3 separate regions of the Zea mays genome follow, and all the other regions are linked to region 2. The links are chromatin contacts, called in public Hi-C maps. All regions are on one chromosome and are shown on one strand. The core of a region is the stretch at or near the end of the contact, and the rest is flanking DNA. Distances in the headings are between cores, read along the strand shown.

Region 1 (2,808 bases), core at 264-2,763, 480 kb after region 2:
GCCTAAAATCATCAACTATTCAAGGGGTAGCACCAGAAACCATGTAAAACAAGAACTGAGGGGTTTCAGTTTCACATATCAAAGGGCAAGTTAAGTGTTCTTTTTGCTACCAAATAACATTTAGCACAGCAGTTGATGACTTGTTGTAGAGTACTTGATTACCATAGCATTACAGAGTTCGATAATGTTTGAGTCTTCAGTTGGTGACTTGGTGATCAGTGTATCAATACAGGCCTCAAAGAAACTTCAACAGCACATTCCATCAAGCCACAATCTAGATCATAGAACAGCTTAGCTGAAGTAACTTGCAGGGGAAATCAAAACTGAGAGGGAAAATAATACCTTCACCAGCGCAAGCAACAGGAAATTGTCAGACAAAGACACCAAACAGATTTCTCCATTTTCATAAATAGTTCATCTTTTATTTAATTATCCATTACTCAGTGAGCAGAGGTGGTCTCTACACCCTCAAAGCCAAGCCCATACAACACACCAGCATATTTCTCAGTTAATCCGTTGAAGTATGCCTCTTTAAGCTTCTTGAAAGACAGTGCTGTCAGAAGCGAATCAGACCCTGCCTGGTGGCAGATTCCAACCCTTGCAACATCAAGCAGCTCAGCAAGCTTGTTCAGCCCTCCATGGAGGCTATTGGAGAACCTCATCAAGTGTTTTATATCGTAGATAACAGGAAAGTAAATCTTGATGAGATCGAAGAATCCTGGCAGCGTATCAGGGAGATTTGTGCCAGTGAGTAGCTTGAGCAGGTAGCCAAAGTCGTAGCCGCTATGAAAAGTCACCCAATGCACATCTGAATTCAATACTACGCCGGAGGACATGAGCAGTTCAGCAAAGCAGCGAGAGTCGACTCCATCAGCAGCATGGCGAGAGAAGTCAATACCACTACGGCGTAGAAGATCGATGGAGTCCGCTGCAGCCACATCAGTCCGAGGGTCAAATCCTCGAAAGTTGAACTGCCAGACGCAGGGACGACCGTCTGGGCCTAGCGCCGGCAGCCCACCATGCTCGTCGGACAAGGTGAGCCCGAGCTGAATAAGCTTCAGCATGTCCACGTTAGCTTTAAGAGTGGCGTAGTTGAACTCGGCCGCCGACTTGTAAGTGCCGAGCGGACGACACACAACGCCCGGAAACTCAGTGTCCATAGCCACATACGGATAGTCGTCGACGATGTCGCGGATCACGGCGAACTCTGTCTCGAGGTTGTCCGCCCAAACCTCACGGATCTCTACATCTTCCGGCTTCTCTGCGGCAGGTGTCGCCATCGGTTCGGGCGCATCCAAGATTTGAGCTTTATTCTCCTCTCCTCGTCGGTCGCTGGAGCTCTTCTAGCAGCAAAGCCTAGCTGCCTAGGGTTCGCGTGGGCGAGCGGGAGCGGGGCGGGGGAGCAGGGGGCAGTGTACCCACAGGTCAGCGGCGAGGGGTGGGGGCACCCATGGGCGGGGTGGAATGGGGTGGGGAGATCCGGCAAGAAGAGGAGAGTCCGATTGGGGAATTCGGACCGGAGAAAGACGAAGAGCGTAGACTCGATGAATGGGGAAAGTGGGTGCCGTGCGCCGCCGGGCCACGATTGGTGCACGTGGCGGGACCCATTACGTGGGACCCACGGGCATGATTGCCGCATAGAAGGCTATCGACTGCGCTGCCAGGTTTGTTTCCGTTTTATATAATCTAGATTATATAATAATTTAGATGTAGTTTTTGATAATTCTGCTTATTGAAATTTTAATTATTGATTGTAGTTATGTTTTACGTAGCAGGAGCAAAATAAAATAAATGAATTGATTTTTTGTGTAAAGAGTGGTAACGATGGATAGTTTCTCCTAAAGTTATCATAGATAGTGGCTCTTTTACTAAAAACTAGCCGGTTACCCGTGTGTTGCAACGGCTCACAACAATACCTACATAAATTATTGACCAAAAAAATCTCAAGATTTTTATTGATTGTCTCCGCTCTTCGCATAATATTTTTTATGACGCACGGGTACCATAGACAGCAAATCAGAGATCATCATCTCTCGCCCCCACTTCCAAGGTTTCGTAGAGCAGGAGAGGAAGGAACGAGGCAGACATACATGTTTGTTGCCGGAGAAGGACACGACGAAGACCTGGTAATCTAGAAATGATATTTTAATTTAAATCTTTTCAGAAAATTTTTTATGAATCCCAAAATAGAATTTTGGGTGTTACAGGAGTCCCCTCCAGTCACCCTGGCTGTCGCCGGCCTAGCCAGCGTCACAGTCTTTGACTCCTTAGGAGACCTCACAAATGTGGCATAGTCAGCGGTATGGGCCTTCTACTTCTTCGACCGCCCCTCCATATTTACAACTCCATAGATCTAAGCAATCGCCTTCCCCTTTGGGTCCATTGTTGCAGTAATGAAATCCAAAATGTTATGCGAGTATGGGAATATAAGCAAGTCCGTGGCTACTCAAGCTAACATGGCATCTTCGTAGCCACATGCTACAGGCATGTCCCCTCACGACCCATCACTTTGCGCTCCCCGAGCCAACCCTCATTGAAATCAACTCCTTCCCTAACTTATCCCCAATCACTTGCTCGGTGAAGTCCTCCACGGTCCTAGCCTCAACATCGAGTGTCGAGCTAGTCTCTTTACATGTTTCTGCTAGCTCAAGGGAGAAGGCTATGGAGGAAGCCCCCGCATACACCCCCATCGGTGTCCTCCTCTTCCTATTCTTTGTGCACACATTGTGCCCTTTGTATGCAAGACCCATCTGCTAAATACATGATTTAAGAGGACTTTGCCCTTGCGTAGCCCAATACCCTGCTCAA
Region 2 (2,930 bases), core at 411-2,910:
AATTATCTTGTTCAGCTGTAACAAGTAAAAATGTATTTATTTAAGATACTGAAAAGTTCTGAAAAAAAAACCAAAGTACATTTTTATTCATATATTTGTTATGAAAAGAGTTTCTTATTATGAAGAACAATTTAACCTACCAGCCAAACAGACTTATAAAATGATTCTGATTCAATATAAGAAACGTTCATCAAGAGAATCCGGATCTAAAAATGTCTCTGTAAAATTCTAGATATCTACCAAATGTACTCTAAATCCACTGAGTGAGGTCTTATTAATTTTATTTCCAAAGCCCACGGTTGTTTTACGTCACTTTCCCCACTTTATGCAAAAATAAAGTAATATTATGCATAAGTCAAGGTTTGAATCTTAGTTGCATAATGTACTCATATGGTATATAAAAACGGTAGCAAATACATTTTTATTGCTTTTACAGGTTCAAAATAATTTATGTACTCATGAAAGAATGGTAAGACACCGATTACTTCCACGTAATACTTCTTGACCACCTAATCTTTCTTAGACGTTGTTTTTTTAATTAGATTGTGATGGAAATTTACATTTGTTTCCTATTTTTTTGTTAGCAAGCACAATTGTTGTCAATATTTTGCATGCACGTAGCCTCTCACCATGGCCATGGATATACCAAAATGTTATAGAAATCAATATATCCAAAATGTTATAGAAATCAATATAATTAGATATGCTAGGATGCCACCGCATGTTTCCTTGAACTACTATAGATTTTTCATTGATGAAATCCATGCTTGATGGACACATGTCTAAAATTTGTGAAATTGATACGAAATTCATATATTTTTAATATTCTTTATTTGCAAGCCAAAGTTGTTGTGAAATTCTTTTAGATGCACAAATTTATGTTCTAAATTGTTTTTTTTCTCGAAGGAGTTACCTGTCCATGTCCCCTGCTCTATGCTCAAGTTTCGTTTCTTATATTCTTAACTGATGTTTGTGTGCCATATGTTTTGTTATTGGTTCCTAAAACTTTATTTTTGGATTAACAAACCAGATCGGCTTTGGACTAATGCCTGAAGATTTAATGTTTTGGACGCATACTCTACTCATGTAGGGTCAAGATCTTTGATCTGGCATAAACAAATTGTGTGAGTCTCTTCTTACTTAAATTGTGCTATGTAGTCAGTTAACTAGCTTCTAATTCATATTTCATTTAGAGCTTCTGCCACTTCTTGGAGAACCTAACAGGGACACCACCACAACGCAATACAGGAGATGGACGATGCCAGAACATTTGCCTTCAAGAGGCACTTGGTTGGATGTTAGCAAAAAAAATGTATGTGTTCTCTGTGTTTATATAATCGTTGTATATTAATATTTTATCCAATAATTTATGCCGTCGCAACGCACGGGTATATTACTAGTAGTATGAATCCGTCACTTTCTAGATCCTGAGCCCTATGAACAATTTTATCTTCCTCCACACGTAATCGTAATGATACTCAAATTCTCCCCACAGCCAGATTCTCCGTACAGCCAGATTTTCAGAAAAGCTGGTCAGAAAAAAGCTGAATAAAACATGCCCCATATTTTCTCAATAGAATCGGCACACTTCTGCTAATCAGAGGCGTCCACAAGCCGATCTACGGCTCCCCGTCAACCAACGCCCAGATCCGATCAGAGCCGTAATTCTAAGATCCAACGGTCCTTAACGATCCCCACGCTACCCGGCTCACCAGCATGGCGGAGCAAGGCCCCCGCGGTGGCGCGGTTCACTGGAGATCGGTGATCCAGTGCCCGATGTCCTATCCTGCCACTAATCCTGAGATTTGTGAAGAGAAGTGGCGATCTTAAAGGCGGCCTCCTTAGAGCTAGTTTGGGTACTCTAGTAATGAAAATAATTAGAGTGGATTGAGATGTATTTTGAGAGTTTTTATCTATTATAGATTTATACACTCTCTAATCCCTCTAAACCGCTTCAATACTACCTACAATTGCTGTCCGGGTGACGCTGGCCACATGATGTTGCGGCACGGCGGCGAGTACCCAGGGCCGGTGAGTGGTTGGTGGCGCTCTGGTGCACCAAACGGTCCCCGGCGAGATGCAACTCGTATAGGAAGACGAAGCAAAGATGTGTAGGGATTCTCACCGAGTGCAGGTTGCCACGGCGTCGCAGTAGGGCGGACCTGCGACAGAGCCTCAGCTTCGTCGAGGAATTGTCGCCGATTCAACCACCCGCGCACCTATAGGATCCCGCGTACACCTCCGAGCGCTTCCTTTCCACCTGAGATTTATACCCTGAGACTCCGGATCGCAACAGCGAACCGTGGATTCCAGGCGCTCAACGTGGCAGCCGGTTCATCACGACGAGTCCGCGGGGAAGAAGCATCTGTTGGAGTGGCCCCACACGCCAGACTAACGAGAGTATGCGGCAGTGGGATGAGGGGCACTGATCCAGACGGCCCACCTATCGGCAGTTCGGCACTGGAGATTAAACGTTGGCTAGCATAGGACGAGCGGCCGCGGGGCGGTGGCCCAATGCGGGTGACGGTGTGGTGAAGTAAAATGGGCCGCGTGGGTGCGAACAGTTTTGGGCCCGACAGGGAAATGGGGCCCAAAGCGCAGTTCCTTATCCCCTTCTCTTTTCTTTTCTTTTTTTTTATCATTCTCCTGTTTTGTTTTCTATTTCCTGATTTCAAATTTCAAATTCAAATTTGTTCCTGAGTTTCAAACACACAATAGATTCTTCAATCGAAGTCTCAGAATGGGGTGCAATAGTTCTATACATATGAATTTTAAAAATAATTTCCTTACGAGATTAGTTAGAAATACATGTCTTGTCAAAGGAATAACTAAATTCGTATTGATATCTTTTTTATTATTTTTTAGTAAACATATTTATTTTAGGAGGTGAACTTCAATGTTAAAGATAAGCCTTTCAAGGATATTAAAAA
Region 3 (3,021 bases), core at 413-2,912, 420 kb after region 2:
CCTAGAACGGTAGGCTCTTGGAGGTGGAGGAGGCAGTGAGCGCCTTGAGGCTCTCAGTCGGTGCCGGAGCCAAGTCCTGCGGCAGCCGCGCGCGGCGGACGATGCGGCGCATGTTGCTCTGCAGGCTCTGCTGAACCAGCTGCCGCACGGCGCGCTTCTCCGCGCTCATGCCGGCGTCGGCGAACTCCCCGTCCACCGACTCCTCCCCGCGGCACCCGCGCTCCTGCGGCGCCGACACCGTCGCCACGACGCCCGAGGCGTCTTCCGCGACCTGCTTGCCCTTGTCGGCGCGGAGGATCTCCAGGATCCTGGACGCGCGCTTCTGCGCGAGCGCCGTGCCCACGAGCGTGAGCTCCAGGAGCGCGGACGAGGCGCCGGCCTCGGCCATGGCGGCGCGGTCACCGTAGCTCCGGTGCGCCAGGACCATCAGCACGTAGGCCGCCTTCTCCTGGCACCCGGGCTCGTCGGCCCAGTTGAGCACGTCGACGAGGGACGGCACCGCGTCGGGGGCGCGGCTCACGGCGCGGCGGCCCTCGGGGCAGGCCGCCACGAGGTTGCAGAGCACGGCGAGCGCGCGGTCCGTCACAGGGCCGTCCCCCACGGCCGCCACCAGCGCCGGCGCGAGCCCGGCCGCCAGCAGGTGCAGCGCGTTGGCGGGCGCGATGGAGAGGTTCAGGAGCGCGCGCAGCGCGTCGTGGCGCGCCTGCTCAGTGGAGGACGCGGCCTGGAACGCGCGCACGAGGAAGGGCGCGGCGCCGGACGCGCCGATGACGGGCTTGTTGGCGTCGAGTGCGCTGAGGCAGAGGAAGTTGGCGACCACGGCCGCCTCCGTTAGCGCGCCGCCCTCCGCAATGCGGAGCATCTTGTGCACGGCACCGGCCTGCACGATCGCCGCCTTGTTCCTGGCAACAATCATGCAGACAGCTCTGCACATTCCGAAACCGAATCCCCCCAGATCTGATCACGAAACAGAGAAGGCAGACAACTCACGTGTCATTGCCGATCCCCAAGTTGAGCAGCGCGTACAGCGCTGCGGTCGTGACATCCTCCCCCACGTCGCCGCCCTCGTCCAGCATCGCGACGAGCGGCGGGATGGCGCCGAGCATCGCGAGCATCTCCCTAGCGCCGGCGTCGTCCTTGGCCTTGCTCCGCACGGCCATGGCCGCCTCGACGCGGGACATGCAGCCGTCGCCCCCGCCGTCCCGGAGCGCCCCCACCACGCCCTTCAGCTCCTCCAACGCCTCCACCTTCCTGGCCGCCGCCTCGGCCTCGGCCTCAGCCTCGTCGCTGCACTCGGACGGCTGCTCGGCCCTGAGCAGCTCCGCGAGCCTGTCCGACCGCGGTCTCGGCCTCGGAATCCGCTGTGGCGACCGGTAGGCCGTCCGTCCACGGCAGGAACCGCCTCCGTCACCGCCACCGCCACCGCCGCCGCACGCGAGAACCTCTAGCACCTTCCTCCGCAGCGAGGCGGCGGAGAAGATCGGCCAGATGCGGAACCCGCCGGCGTCGGCGTGCGCGCACCTTGCCACCATCGAGCACGGGCCACTGCAGCGACCTTCGTCTGCAAGTCACATTTGCCGGAGGCGGGCGGGCGGGCGACACCTGGCTGCGCTCGGGCGCTCGGCGCTCGCAGACTGGCGTCCGGAGGAAGGCGTGGCGGGCGGCTGCGCGAACGGGGTGGGGTGGGGGTTTATACGCGTAGATAGAGGGACGCAGACAGTGGGCCAGAGACTGAGCCGGTGGGGCCAATTGGTCAGCCGGGAGGGCACAGGCTTAGTATTTTAGAAAGAAAAATAAAGGGTAATAAATGGTGTTAGATTTGAGCCGAGGTCCTGGATCGCTTGTTTAATAGCCTGCTTTGCTGGATGGGCTTATATTATTTTATGGTTATGGACATCATGGTCACACAGATCTTGCAGTGCAGTGTGCTTAGCTGCACCAGGTCAGCGAGCGAATGGCATGAGGTTTTGTTCTGTATGTACTCCTGGTTAAGAACTTATTAAGGCCTTGCCTGCGACACTCCAACTTGACCTGAATTTTGACTTTGTTTACGGTTGCATTCCGGTTAACGAACCACAGAACCCTGACAGCCAAGTAAGCATGCAAACGCCAATTTGATGCAGAAAAGATGTGCTTACGGAACAGTCCCAAGTTGCAGCGCACACTCACTCATGCTTGCTCTGCTTTCCCCGGCCCGCTTTGTGCTTTCCTCGTACCAACTGGCAACTGGGCGTCTCCCACAGGAGAAAAAGATGCGGTGCTGTGCTGTGCTGAGCTTAGCCGATGATCCCAACCCGGGTCGACGGGAGGCACGTGTCGTGCGTTGACACGGCTGCTCACGAGGCGCGCGCATGCGTCGTTCTTTGCTGGCCATCCCTGCTTGCCTGCCAGTCTGTCTGATCGTAAAAGAAGGCATGGCGGCCATGGCTCCAACTTTCAGGAGGTGTTTGGGAACAAAGTTTTTCTGCAGTTTTGGAAGAATACTGCAGTATTCTCAAATACTGCAGTATTATATACATAATGGTGTTTGGCAAGCTGGGTAAAATCTCTGTTTTCAAAACTGAAGTATTGCAAATACTATAGTTGTTTTAAGGCATTCTAAACTTAGCTCTGGACCTCAGTTTTCAAAACTGCGGTATTATAAACTACGGTATTGTCATAACTAAAGTATAGTATAGTATTTCAAAAACTGTAGTTTTCAAAAACTTTATTCCCAAACAGGGCCTCAAGTGTACACACTGCCATTTTTGACCGCAGGCTTATGGAGCAACCTGCAGCACTGTTTCTCTACTGAAACTGTAGAGTAGCAGGCATTTATCTCACCCAAAAAATCGCTGCACCTCCAGAGTCGTCCAGACTCGACTCACCTCGCGCACACCAAGGCCGGGTCCGGGTTCGGGTCCTCTCCTGTATTGGAATTGGAAGTATGCAGATTTTCCAGCTGGTATCCAGGAACGGCATGAACTCGAACAGTGTGGCACTGCCGTCCAGGTTGCCAGGAGGAGCTGTCATTGTACTGCT

The links. Hi-C and Micro-C count contacts between places; a contact is called where the count stands out from the background.
Region 1: a contact with region 2 is called in a Hi-C map of leaf, with 5 times the contacts expected there. The contact joins the promoter of LOC100193739 here to the enhancer-like site in region 2. A contact is called at or near these places in 2 of 25 Hi-C or Micro-C datasets (ear and leaf).
Region 3: a contact with region 2 is called in a Hi-C map of ear, with 1.9 times the contacts expected there. The contact joins the promoter of LOC100194379 here to the enhancer-like site in region 2. A contact is called at or near these places in 3 of 25 Hi-C or Micro-C datasets (ear, endosperm and tassel).

What each region holds. Positions count from the first base shown.
Region 1 is chr7:119,857,057-119,859,864 of Zm-B73-REFERENCE-NAM-5.0, reverse strand. It overlaps LOC100193739 (CCR4-NOT transcription complex subunit 7), which reads right to left and starts at 1,513. Exons shown (of 2, transcript NR_159677.1): 1 at 343-1,513; 2 at 1-274.
Region 2 is chr7:120,332,556-120,335,485 of Zm-B73-REFERENCE-NAM-5.0, reverse strand. No RefSeq gene overlaps it. Among protein-coding and RNA genes, the nearest start is that of LOC100281244, 47 kb to the right of the region's middle. Within about 2 kb of position 1,660, at least 18 of the 20 cell types and tissues checked have an H3K27ac peak or open chromatin away from gene starts, as enhancers often do. A contact at or near this core is called in ear, leaf and tassel, where this site is marked.
Region 3 is chr7:119,907,887-119,910,907 of Zm-B73-REFERENCE-NAM-5.0, reverse strand. It overlaps LOC100194379, which reads right to left and starts at 1,662. Exons shown (of 3, transcript NM_001416008.1): 1 at 991-1,662; 2 at 1-902. The coding sequence starts at 1,532. The coding sequence ends at 2.